2 separate regions of the Mus musculus genome follow, and region 2 is linked to region 1. The links are chromatin contacts, called in public Hi-C maps. All regions are on one chromosome and are shown on one strand. Each heading gives the region's core, a stretch centred on a gene start, on an enhancer-like site or on the middle of the called end of the contact. The rest is flanking DNA. Distances are from core to core; before and after follow the strand shown. Region 1 holds the start of Otp (orthopedia homeobox). Region 2 has its middle 32 kb from the start of Gm41032.

Region 1 (6,343 bases), core at 159-2,658:
TTAATTGCATCACCCTCGAATTAAAAATCAATGTTAATCAAGTTGGGAGCAGTAAATATCAGTTTTCATTTTGCCTTGGGTAGAGGGCATTTTTCTTGTGTTGCAAATAAAAATACAAGTCAAATAACTTTAAAGGGGCATCATGTTCTGCTGCAAATACAATTGAAACGGATTGTTTGGGAGCAGATCAGAAACGGTACAGAATTTTGCACTTAATTTCCTCAGTTATCATTTACAATAAGAACCTCTGGGCTTGGCAGCCAAGTCTAAACAGTAGTAAATTAGTACAAATTTATACTGATTTTACTCTAATAATCGTAATAAAAGCTTATAGATTTGGCACTAATTACATAAATGCCTAATGATCTTGAAAATTACTCTGGTTAGAAATATATTACTAATCTAAACTTTGTTGTTGGCTGGCTCTGAAAAATCAGAACATTAGAAATGGTTCGCTTCACTTGTGCAAAAGCACTTTAAATTGTTCAAGTAGTTTAACACATCCAAGAGGAAAATAAAGAGCGGTTAACTTTATTTACTGCCTTAAGTGGCTTTGGTCGTCTAGCTGAACTTAGAAACTTTGACCGAAAGAGCAGGTTGGGACCTGGGTGAGAGTGTAGGCCTATCGGGCAGGTGGCCCTGGAACGCAGCTTCTGGAGTTCTGGAGGAAGGCTCACTTCATGAAGTCTCCCCCTCCCCCAAAGCGGACAGGGGACCTTGGCGGGGTGGTGGTGGGGGGGCAACTTCCTCTTTATTTTCTAGGCTTGCAATGGGATTGGGGCTCAGTAGGCCAGAGTCTGGGTCTCTAGAGAAGGCCTGCAGAACAGTGGCAGAAATTTAGGGTCGTTCTAGAGATGGTAGCTTGGCTGCCTGGTGAGCTAGGGCTTTGACTACCGCGGTCCAGTGTCCCCTAGCTGGCACGAGCAGGGGCAGCGGGGGCGCGGGTGCGGTGGGATGTGTGTGGGCTGGGGGTGGCGACTCTCAGGTCATGCAGAGGTCATGTCCTGCTTTGGTGTCTGAACTGCCCCCGTTCCAGGGACACCCTAGCTCTGATACACAGAGCCTGTGAAGCGAGCAAGGCAGGACAAGGAAAGGGGAGATGTGCCCGGAGAAAATCTCTGGGAAGAACTGACCGAGGCTCGGCCCAGAGGCCCAGGGCGAGGCCAAGGTGGCCGCTGCTGCTTTAGCGGCTGCTGGAGGCTGGAGCTGCCTGGGCTGCGGCCGCCGCCTCCTCCCGGCAGGCGCAGGCGGGCGGGCGGGCGGAGTGGGGGACTCTCCGGGCGCTGACATTTGCAGGCTGCCCTCCTGATTGGTCCCCTCGCCGAGCTGCTCACGGGTTCATTCATCTGTTAAGCACCTCCCCGTCTCTCTAAAGGACATTATAATGCAAGAAGCCCCCTTTTTAACCACAAACCGAATTTTCTTTCATTTAGGTGATCTATATATATCTATATCGTATAGCTTATAGCTTATATCTATTTTAAATAACTTAAAGCCGCTAAAATTTGGGGGGGAACAGCTTTCGCCCTGGAGCGGTGCGCGATGCTGTCTCACGCCGACCTCCTGGACGCCAGGCTAGGTGAGTGAGCGCCTCTCACCCGGGCAGCCAGGAGAAGCCGGGGCAGGAAATTGTCAATTTGTTCCTTATTTTACCTTAATGCGCCCTAAATGGACTAATTTCTTTAAAAGTAATTGTGCTGTATTAAAGTTTAATTTGATTTAACATCGTCTTAAAAAAAATCTATGGAATATGTAGATTCCAAAACAAAACGGAGTTGGGGATGCTGACACCTTTTTGTTTTTCTTATTTTTTTCTTTCTCTCTCCCCTTCATTATTAATATTATTATTTTTGGAAGGAGTTCTAGCCCGCGATAATTTGTTTGGAGGTGTTTCTCTCTTTTTCCACTCTTGTTTGCTTTGATTTGGAATTTCTTTCATCCCTTTTTCCCCTTCTTCCTTTCTATCATCACCTTCTCCTCTAAGTGTGCTTAAATTTGTTTTCTTTTTTTAAAAAAAAATCTTCTCCTTTGTGAAGGAGAAGCCGCTGTATGAAGGTGGATTTGCTAAGTGTGCTGGTTGAGAAGAAAAGCCCAACTCATCCTCTCGGGCATCCCTGCCTTCTACAAGGGACTCGGTGTTACCAGTGACGGGGAGGGACGAGCCGTTTATTTCTCGGGAGAGAAAAGTTGAATTCTCTAAAGTTTGATTCACTGTTATGGCTATAGAGTTTACTTAAATTTCTTTGAAGCTATCTGGGTTACCAAGTTCTGGGCTTCAGGCTTGGGGAGCTTTAGTGATGGATGTGACTCCGTTTCCCAAACACTTTCTCTGATTTGAGGGGGAGGCGGAGCTGATTTGGGCTTATTTTGAGAGGTGGAAGGCTTGGAGACATATTCATCTTCCGAAAGTCAGAGGGAATTGGCCAGAGTTCATTTAGCGCCTTTGCTCAGGAGGAGCAGCCTCCAAAGGCTCTCTCTTGATTTCTTTTTCTCCCGCACCACCCGACTAAGAATTTTCTCAAGGTTTCCTGGGACACCAGGGTTACAGTTAGTGAAAGGACTCGGGTGTGTTTCATTGTCAGGCCTGGGAGTGGTTTTTTTGTTTTTGTTTTTGTTTTGTTTTTTGTTTTGTTTTGTGGGAGACACGAAGGCCGGAGCTGTGAAGCACCAGAGCGGGCTGTGGAGAGAAGGAGGCCAGGAGATGCTATTTCAACCTAGCTGTCCAATTCCTGGGAAACCGGGCTGAGGACCAGGCAGTTTCCGCCTCGGGGCAAGCGTGGGCGCAGAGGGAGCGGTGGATGGGGCTGAAGCAGAACCTCTCAGGGAAGTCACCGGCTCCTCACGTCGCCAGGACAGTACTGATCGAGATCCCTTTCCCTCCTCAGGTATGAAAGATGCCGCCGAGCTTCTGGGCCACCGGGAGGCGGTGAAGTGTAGGCTGGGTGTGGGGGGCTCTGACCCTGGGGGTCATCCAGGGGACCTGGCACCCAACTCGGACCCGGTCGAAGGAGCCACTCTGCTGCCGGGCGAGGACATCACCACCGTGGGCTCTACCCCTGCTTCGCTGGCGGTGAGCGCCAAAGACCCAGACAAGCAGCCGGGGCCCCAGGGCGGCCCCAACCCCAGCCAAGCCGGCCAACAGCAGGGCCAACAGAAACAGAAGCGCCACCGGACACGCTTCACCCCAGCACAGCTCAACGAATTGGAGAGGAGCTTCGCCAAGACTCACTACCCCGACATCTTCATGCGTGAGGAGCTAGCGCTGCGTATCGGGCTGACCGAGTCGCGGGTGCAGGTAAGGCGGGCTTGGGCTCAGGGGAGGAAGGCAAGGAGGGAAGGGGAGGATTAGAGCACGGAGTAGGTATTGTGCTCTGCTGGGATCCCGAGCTGCGCGCTTGTTGTTTCTACGTTCCTGGGTCGGAGGATACCATACTCTGTCCAAATATTGGCTAGGATGATCACAGGCCCCCATGGACTTCCTCCATTGTAGCCCCATCCCTCATCTCAAAACTCCTCAAAAGCAGCCCGGTGTTATGGGGCTGCGGGGCCCAAGTCCAACTTCTTCCAACAAAGATGGGAACCTTCTCGTCTCCCCAGAAGCTAAGCCCAGCGCGCACCTTGCTCCAGCTCTATTGACAAGTGTTTCATTACCCCGTAATGAGTTTCTATTATGCATTTGGATAAATGGGGGGCATTTCATAATAATACAGGAAACAAGGAAGAGGAACCACAGTGCAGTTGGTGTCTTTAAAAAGCGGGGTGGAGTACTCAAACTTCCAGGTGTGGTTTTATTCTCTTAAAATATCACCTTCTTTCGTCTTACAGGCAAAACACCCTCAGCTTTGTTGTTTTCAAAGGCTTTTTTTGCCTTGGGTGATTTACGCGCAGGGACTGGCCGAAAATACTACACCACCTATGAAATTTGGGTCTTGAATTTTAATAAAATAATTAAGATTTCCCTTAAGGAGGAAAGCAGGAAATGAGCACTGTCTGTTGTGGATATTTGACCCAAAGAAGGAACTTTTCAGGCCAGAAAGCTTAAATTGTAATGGAGGAATTTGTTATTGTGCCCATATTTTATCCAACCACTTTCTAAATTGTAATTATATGAAATCTAGAAAATTTCACCTGTATCTCTTTTGAAAATTGGGAGAGAAAATATAAGATTAATAAACCCCAATTTTCTTTCTTGTTTCTTTTACAAAGACTGGCAATATGTACTATTTCATTGACAGGCGCCTTGAAGAAGCTTTGCGCTTGCCGAGAGCTATCCACGGTGCTGAAAATATTTTTCTCTCTACTTTGGACCTTTTTTCCCTTTCCTTCTAGAATCCTGGGTGCTAAGTTAAATAATTTGTTAAGCCAGTGCTACCTGATTTTGGAAATTAACTTTAAGAACTACAGTTCTTTTACATTTGATTGGTCAGGAAATCAGGATTTATTTCCATTCGGCATTTTGTAGTTCATCTAAACGGGAATACATACCTTTGTTCTAATAAGAAATGAATATCCCAGAGACTTAAAATGGTCAAATTAATAGATAAATATTCACAACGATTAATATTTTTATTAAATATAAATCTGGGTATTTGTTAGTGAACTCTGAAAAGCTTAAACAATGGGGCAAAGACATTACACATATGAAGAGTACTAATTACATTGTTCGGGCATATTAAATGTTCTTTAAATCTTCACCTTACACTTTTTAAGTGTGGGTTCAAACTGTCATGGAAATATACAATCCAACAATAATACTTGATTGTAAGCTCAATATCGAAGAATCAAAGTTCACAAATTTACTTTTTGCTCTCAAGAGAAATCTTTGCTATTAATTTTTGTATAAAAGAGTGCAGTGCTGTATCTTAACCTAGACATATTGGTAATTAGTTCAAATTAAAATAGAACTTAGAATCACAAATAAAATATAATTGGATGGCTGATTTTATTAAAAAAGAAAATGAGGTCTATTAAACTTTATTAGGTCTTCCAAAGGTTAATGGCAGTGATTCTTTTAATAGAAAAAGTTATAAATGAAATAAAATATAAACTGTGTGGTAGTTATGTTCAAAAAGTACACAAAAGAATATGCAAGAAGAAAGAGACAAAGTATGTTAATTGTTCTAGCATAATGTTCAACCGAAGATAATAGCTTGAGTCTACTGATAAAAACAATTTAATAGAACAGCAATTTCAATATTTTTTAAAAATAATGTTTCATAGTTTAAAAAGTAATCAGATCAACATAACCTTCTTAATTAACATTTCAAAATGATTAACATTATGTAACGTAATGCGAAAATAATTTATGGGAAATGTATTTACTTCACAATTCACTGTACCATTGCTCCTTGACCAAATTCAAATTAAATAGTAATTGGTTTACATTCTTATATGATGAGTGCTTCATAGTTTTCTTTATAGTTAACAGATTGCCACACATTCTTTCCAGTATGTGGGCCACTGCACTGATTAAAAATGATCTAAACATTTAACTTATTGTGCTTGCATGTTTTTAAAGATACTTTTTAATTTTAGACTGAATTATCCAGTATATTTATTTTTTTGCCTTTATCTGGACTATATCACATTTTGAAGTGTTTACTAAAGCACCTCTTTTCACATGGAGGCCACTTCCTGTATGGTACTGTTCCCCTTTTCTGGCTAGTGTAATAAAACCATTCCTTTTATAGCATGCCATTATTAGAAACCAATTTCAGAATTATTTATAACCTGGAATGGCTTATTAAGCAGCAATGCGAGAATCATGCAAATTACGCGATCAAATGCAATATAATAAGCATAATCATTAGTCTCTAGCACGGATTAATTAACTTTCAATATTTTATTTACATAAAAACCAAATCAGTGAAATAACTTCTGCACAGTCAGGCTTGCCTTTCAATATTTTATATGAACAAAAATAATGTGCTGTAATTCCATTGACCGTGTCCCCTAGAATGGCCCTGTCACCTGCCACATCTTAATAGGGGGGACAAGCTGAGAGTATTTTCGAGTTTTCTAATGGAATGAGAAATTGCATTTTCTTCCTCTCCCAGCACTATTAAAGTGTAATGAATTCGGCCCAGAGTTCACGGCTGGCTGATCGAAATGAACCTGAGATCTAGGCTTTAATACAGCTCCCCAGATTTCCTCCCATATCTACACATTAATCATTTGCTGGATTCCAATGAGGTCTTCATAAAGCATTTGCTTCAAGTGTGTGTGTGTGGGGGGGCATTCTTTCTTTCTCCCCCTCTTTTTCTATTCCTGAGCCATTTATAGCTGGGGAATTAAACGGGCTATATATTTTAAAATACATTTACAGTATGTCTATATTACTGTA
Region 2 (6,836 bases), core at 2,681-5,180, 3.6 Mb after region 1:
CTGCTAATGCTACAGAAGAGTGGTTCTCAGCCTTCCTAATGCGGTGGCACTTTCATGCAGTTCCTCATATTGTGGTGACCCCCAGTCATAAAATTATTTCATTGCTACCTCCTAACTGTAGTTTTGCCACTGTTATGAATTGTAATACAAATGCCTGTGTTTTCTAGTGGTCTTACCCTACCCCCGTGGAAGGGTTGTTTGACCTTCAAGGGGTCGAGACCCACAGGTTGAGAATCATTGGTCTAGCGTTTCAAGAATGGATTCGAGGTTACTGTGAGCATCAAATTTTCAAAATGCTCCTCCAAATGCTTCACATATGCAGCTAAGGTGGATCTGTGCCTGGCAAGGTCTCAGCACCGTGCCCCTCAAAGAATCACTTCTCTGCTAAGGCAATACCGATAAATCTCCCTGCCCACCCAAAAAGGATGCCGAACCTCCTCCTCTTAATCAGTTCCTGAGCGCTTTCTCATTTTTTTTTTTCAAGTCTGCCACCAAGCTCTGTCCTTGAGCTTTCCGTGCACTGGGAGAGTGATATGCAGGTGACAACCCCTATGAGATGTGGCGCCCATCACCTGATTTTTGAGGTCTAAACAATCAGCGTCTGTAAAAGGCAGTAGAGCCTTATCTCTCTGCAGGCACTGCACCAATCCTGCACCGCCCAATCACCCTCCTCCCAATGCTCTGCATCTGGCAGGAGGGGTCCCTGAGCCCTTGCGCCCTCTTACTTCGAGGAGGGCTGCACCGGGGTGTCAGAGAGACCTGAACTTCCTTGGCTAGGAGAGAATCTGGCCCTGGAAGAAGAAATAGCTCAGTGTCTCGCTGGTCATTCCATCGTCCGCCCAGCCTCTCCAGAGTAACAAGGAGTCCGTGCTGATGGTTCTTGGTCCAGCATGTGATCCATGGCTCTCAGGACTAGTGATTCACTGGGTGAAATGACTACTCTTAAGATTCTAGTCCTGGTTATATAGACTGCCCTTGCTAGAACCTCAGATAAGTCTGGGTTTCTCTCAGTTTCCGTTGGGGATGCTGTCTAGAGCAAGAACTCCACTCTGGGTTCCAATGTAATCTGGCCGAGGACAGATCAAATAATCTCTGGGTGCTTAGGTTGTTCATCTGTTAACTGGGATCAGGCTATCCCTACACATTCGTGTGACACACGGAAGAGGGGGATGCCAGGCACCACAGTGGAGAACATACAGGAAACATCATACATGTTTGGTGTTACTGATCAAGTAGCTGTTGCAGTAGGGGCCGGGGACAGTTGTTGACAGCTGAGGAAGTATAGAAAGATCTCCTGTATTACTAAGTGGTGGATAAATAGTACCTATCACAGTCACTGTTGCTCCCAAGGATCTATCTCCCCCTTCTATTGCTCCTCCTGCTCTTTAACCCTTCCCGTTCTCAACATGCTCCTCCTCAGAGGGAACTGTCTTTTTGCCCTTCAGACTCCATAAAAATCAGCCCCCCCCCCACTTAGTGCCCACTGGTAATTTCCCTGGGGTTTTGGAAGGGTCTTAGCACTGTCAGGCCAGTCCAGCACTTTTGTTTGCAAGAAGGCGGCGAGAAAATTACATCCTGGGCTTAGGAAAGGGAAGAATAAACACGTTCACAGTAGGACTCTTCGGGTGAACTATTCTATTTCTCTTTCGTTATTTTTTTCCTTGGTTGTTGATGGTCCATTGCCGACTGATGTGACTTAATATTAATGAGTCAGAACTGAGCAACCACCACGGGGTGGGGGGGGGGCTGGGGGGGGCAAGCGAGAACAAGGCAGAATGCTTACTGTCACTTTCCCCAGCTGGCTCCCCAAGCCTCACCTCTGAGTTCTGCTGAAAACATCCCCTGGGTCGCTCGCGCTTGAATTGAAACATCCCACTTTCTTTAGCCATCAGGGGCTTAAAACAAAAAGCAGGAGTGCCCCTCTTGGCTGATATTGGGGTGGTAGTGTTTAACCCTTTACTTATCCATCGAAGTCAGAAAAGCGAACCAAGGCAATGTGAGTAATAACTGTGCCATAAAATTTCACCTTTACAAGATGAGGTTAGGACTCGCGAGGTTTCTTATGCTCTCTCCCCATCGCTCTAAGCTGGCGAAGCAAAGAGGTAAAATGAATTCTACAGAAAAAAAAAAGGCACTTCTGGCCTCTGTCTGTGGTGTTCACGGTCCCCATGCCCCCATTTCTGTTCCTCTTGTGCTTCCTACGTCTAGGCAGAGTCGGGTCCTAGCCTAGAGCCCTGTCACCCGGTTCCAGAACATAGCCTCGGGTCTGAAGGGCAGTAAGGCTAGCGTCCACAGATTCCCAAACTACTGTTTCTGCAGATCTGGAGCTCCTAAAAATCGAAAGGGAGGGAGCTGCCAAGTTTACCTTTTAGAGGAAAAATCTGGTTCGTGCCCTTGGCCTCCATGAAAACCTAATGCGAACCCTGAAGCAACTACAGGAGACCGGGATAGTCCAGGAGGAGAGTGCAGGGCCAGGAAGTTGGTGTCAGGCGGAAAGCAGGGTTGCGTGTGAGCCCCAGGGCGTTCACAGTCCCGCTGGGGCCGCGGACAGTTGTTTATAAACTCCTTGCGGGCAACGCCGCACCCCGGGCGCCATTTCTGTTGGATGCTTTTCCTCCTGGAAGCGAAGGGCCAACAAAACAATCTCCCAGGGCACTGCCGGTGCCCCGAAAGCGTTTCGTGAATGTCAAACAACTTCATTTGCTCTTGTGTAGAAAGTTTAGCAAGCAAACGCGGAGCCGTCTTCCCGGATCACTCTTTGATTCTGTCTTGGATTAGCTAGCGTTTACTAGGAAACTCGTCTGCTTGTAGCCCAGGCCAAAAGCCCCAGGCGCCCATCTCTCAGCAGCCCAGAGGAAAGCCGTGGTAGGCTTTATCAACCCCCTCCCCAGGACCTCGGGTTTCATCTCTTTCTTTTCCCCCCTCATGTTCAGTTTGTTTTCTCAAGACCTAAGCAATTTTTAATGTAGTCTATACTTCCCGCTTAATCCTCATCGTTTATTGTATAATTATAGTTTCAAAGTGATTATGTAATTAAAATCATGTTTCGTTGAAACAGGACTTCAAAAGGGCGGCAGACCCCCGCTCCGGCATTATTTTCTGGTGATGTAATAATTTCCCTGTGATATTTAAAATAAACACATTAGTTCAAGAATTCTAAACATGTCTCAAAGTATATAGTAGGCTTGATTGGCACGAGGCTGGCTTGTAAAGAAATGGTAAGAGCCATCACTAGTTTAATATATTTCTATGCTCCCATGCAGGGTAAATTACAGGATAATGGGGCGCAGGCGATGGTAAGCTCTGTTTATATAATCCATTTCTTCACACGAGTTCCCATTGCCTCCCCTTCCCTTTGCTGTGTGTGGTGGTTCTCTGATCCCTTGACCTCGGCCATGTGTTTTCACTTTTTCTTCTGATCTCAATTCCATGACCAGCGGGGAATAAAATACAAATTGAATAGTAACCATTCACAGGCCGCTCTTTTCAAACTGTTGTTAAAACCTCTTTGTCTTGTCTAGCGGTTGATAGATAAATGCGTTCTGTTTTTCCTGACTTTCCCCCCCTGCCTTTCTTCTTCCTTCTCTCCCCCCCACCCCCGCCTCTTCTTGGCCAAGAAAAAAAAATAACTCTCCTCCAATTATACGCTTTAAAAATTAAAACCCACACCTCCTTTCAAACTATCTCCTGAGCGTCCCGCGCTCTCCCGGGTCAGCCCATTGGTTCGGGGCGGCCGTAGGAGACTCCGGAGGATTCACCTCGTGGAATAAAAGAACGGGGCAGCTGAGCGGGGATGGGGGCGAAGCACGGTGCCCCCGTGTGAGGTCCGCGCCATTGTCCCCGCCTGAAGGTTCATTTAACCGAGAACCTGTACTGCCTCTGATCTCTTCGCACAGCTCCCAGAATGGGTTCGGCTGGCTGGGACCGCCCCTCCTAGAAATTCCGAGGGCCGAGGGGCGAGGGAAGTTAGAGTGATGGGAGGGGGGCCACACCCCCTTCGCCAGTCCCCGTTCTTTTCTCTTTTGATGGCTCGTCCAGCTAGGAGGGCGAGGTGGACCCGAGAATGAACTGGTTTTACATCTCAAGTCCCCAAAGCGACACAAGGCGTCCTGGTTTCTGACCTGCCCTTCCTATCCAGAGTCAGTCTCTCTCAGTCTCTCTCTCTCTCTCTCTCTCTCTCTCTCTCTCTCTCTCTCTCTCTCTCTCTCTCTCTCTCTCTCATCCCCCCGCCCCCCACCTCCGGAGCTGCGGCTCCAGACTGCTCAGGCAAAAGCAACTAATTGTAACTGGGCGATCCACAGCCCGCCCCTCTCTTCCCAAGAGCTTCCTTAGAGGGAGGGAGGTCAAGGGCGCGGCTCGCCTTTGTCACTCCACTGCCAGGGCTGGAGGAAAGTGGAGGGTGGGCAGGCGTGGCCCTTCTCCCCGCAGCGCTGGACAGCGGGGCTCAGCCTCTAGGGTTGCACAGAGCATCTCCTGGGGAGCCGGCCTGCGCCGCCCGGTCTGCTGCAACGAACGTCGCCCCAGGTCCCCGCGGGCAGTGCGGGCGGGCGGAGCGCACGGCGGGGCGGGGACCTCGGTGCCGCCCGACTGCTGGCGGCAGCGGGGTAGGGTTTCCCGGGCCGCGCTGGGCGATGCCGCCTGACAGCGCCCTTCGCCAGGGGCCGAGTACCTGTAAGCTGAGCCTGGCTCACATGCTTCACATTAAAGCTCCGTGCCTAGTGCCTTCGTGCTCCCCCCCCCCCCAACCTTCTTCTCCTCCGAAAGGGTTCTTATAAACTTCCCTTCGTTTATCTAGCCTGGTTTTCATTGCTCCAGTTTTGCATGGGTTGACTTTGTTTAGTTTATTAACCCACGGGGTTACTTTAACTAAACATTTGGGCTGAATACTTTGGGATTGGATTTCAACGTTTTCTAACGAAATTACGGAGGTTTTTGAAGCCGCACAGAAAACGCTGTGTTGAGTTTATTAGTCAATTTAACAGACTATAAGTGGGGTGGGGGGGTGCATTTAGGACAGTTCCAGTTCGTACCCATCCGATGGAAGAAGCTAGCCAAGGCCGCAGGATGTGCACCCCGGCGGCCTCGGGGGTTCCCAGGCCTCCTCCACTTGCTCGCAGCATGGTTCCTGGGTGCACCAAGCTCCCGACAAGCAGGCGACACAGCCCCCCCACCCCAGACCAGCTGCACTACCTAGAAGGTCCCTCCCAAGCTATCCCCTCTGCTCTGGTGGGAAGTTCTGTTTTGTGCCAGCTGTAGAGGGCTCGATGTCTTCCCTCGTGAGGCCATGAAGGGAAACCTGACTGTGGTGGAATATTCCAGAAAGAGTAGAAGTCAATGGATTTAATTAATGAATTAAATGGATTTAGCTAATGAAAGAGCTACCTGGGCAGGTATGTGGAAGAGGGCAGAGGTCGTGTGGGGTCCGGTGGACAACGACCAGTGGGCTAGTTCACCCCTGGCCACAATGTGCCACCAAACCCACTGGAGCCTCTTCCCCCAAGTTTAAAGAGCGGGGATATCCCAGGGGTTGGACTCGGTGGGACCTGTGGCCTCTCACCTCCAGCTTGACTTGAGGCAGAAGCAAGGAAGGTTATCCAGCACTGCCAGAGACAGGGAACTTTCTCCTCCGCTTTCTGCCATTCACAGGCCCTTGGCTTCTGGATTTGAGCCTGGTGCCAGCTAAGAGTTGGCTTAGCCAAACTGTCCGTGATCTTTGGGCATCTCAGACAACACTGAAGACTGTAGTGGCGATCAAGTGAGAAGCACCAGAAAGTGGGCTTGTGAGGAGGAGCTTCGGTTTGCTTGGGCAATCACAAGTGGGAGGGAGAAAAACACTGAGAGTTTTTTAGCCTAATCCCAGGCTGAAACTCCCGAATTTCACACTGTGAAAACAGGTGTTTTCACTACCACAGCAAGCTACCAGGACCCCAACTGACAACACTTTAAGGTTTTATTTTGTAAGAAAGGAGGTCAATTATTGAAAAGAGCCAAAACAAGTAGAATAGGAAAATATTCTAGTTTTGTTCCTCAGCCCCCGCTAATTTTTTGTCACTGGGGGCAACTACTGTTTGTCTTTTGTGAGTAATTCTAGAGAAAGTAGTTTTTTAAAAGACTTATCTATCACTTTGCCCTGTGCCTTGCTTTTCCCCTCTGACACCTATGTGTTTCCTGATGCCTCCAAGCCGCTGAGAGGACCTCCTCTGCTTAGCAGCTCTTCTGCCACCTCCAACTTTCCTTGGCCTTACTCTGCCAATACTTAACCAGGCTGATGGTCGAAGAGATCCTCCCCCAGTGAGGACATCCATCACATTAGATGGGTGTCAGTTATTCGAGTTGGTTCCTTACTAGGTTGACTGGTTAGTTGTTGATTTGGTTGATAGTGGTTGCTTGGTGAGTGGGTTGATAGTATTTGTCACTCTGCCTGTCTACCTTACACTTCCTCCTGATAAGCTCTGCTTCCAACCCCTCCCCAACCTCAAGTACCTATTTGTCCCATTCTCTTTGCCAGAAGTCCTGCTCCTTCCATTCTCTTCATAGGTCTCTCTAGGACCTTCTAATGCTTTGGAATACCTCTTTCCAATGATCATTGGTCAAATATTCCACCACTCTGGTCAGCACATCTTCATTCAAGGCCCACTCCTTTGAAATCACTTCTTTCTCTCCGCTCTGTGGTAAATTATCTTGACAGCACTTATGTCAAGTTTGAAGACTCATCTGGGTTTTGTCCTACCTTCCCTTGCAGATCATAAACAGTTAACTCTTAGCACATAGAGGCAAATACCGATTTGTTGTTGTTGTTGTTGTTGTTGACATCCTCAACAGCCTTTCTGTGCCTT

What was found. Hi-C and Micro-C count contacts between places; a contact is called where the count stands out from the background.
Region 2: a Hi-C map of epiblasts shows a contact between it and region 1, with 9 times the contacts expected there. The contact joins the enhancer-like site here to the promoter of Otp in region 1. A contact is called at or near these places in 2 of 39 promoter capture datasets (cranial neural crest and second pharyngeal arch cranial neural crest), 12 of 484 Hi-C or Micro-C datasets (cerebellar granule neurons, cerebellum, cerebral cortex and 3 more) and 1 of 115 datasets of contacts at active chromatin or transcription factors (astrocytes).

Annotation. Positions count from the first base shown.
Region 1 is chr13:94,874,228-94,880,570 of GRCm38.p6, forward strand. Otp (orthopedia homeobox) reads left to right here and starts at 1,409. Exons shown (of 3, transcript NM_011021.4): 1 at 1,409-1,579; 2 at 2,886-3,295. The coding sequence starts at 1,543.
Region 2 is chr13:98,500,466-98,507,301 of GRCm38.p6, forward strand. No RefSeq gene overlaps it. Among named protein-coding and RNA genes, the nearest start is that of Gm41032, 32 kb to the right of the region's middle. Within about 2 kb of position 3,931, at least 75 of the 459 cell types and tissues checked have an H3K27ac peak or open chromatin away from gene starts, as enhancers often do. A contact at or near this core is called in epiblasts and second pharyngeal arch cranial neural crest, where this site is marked.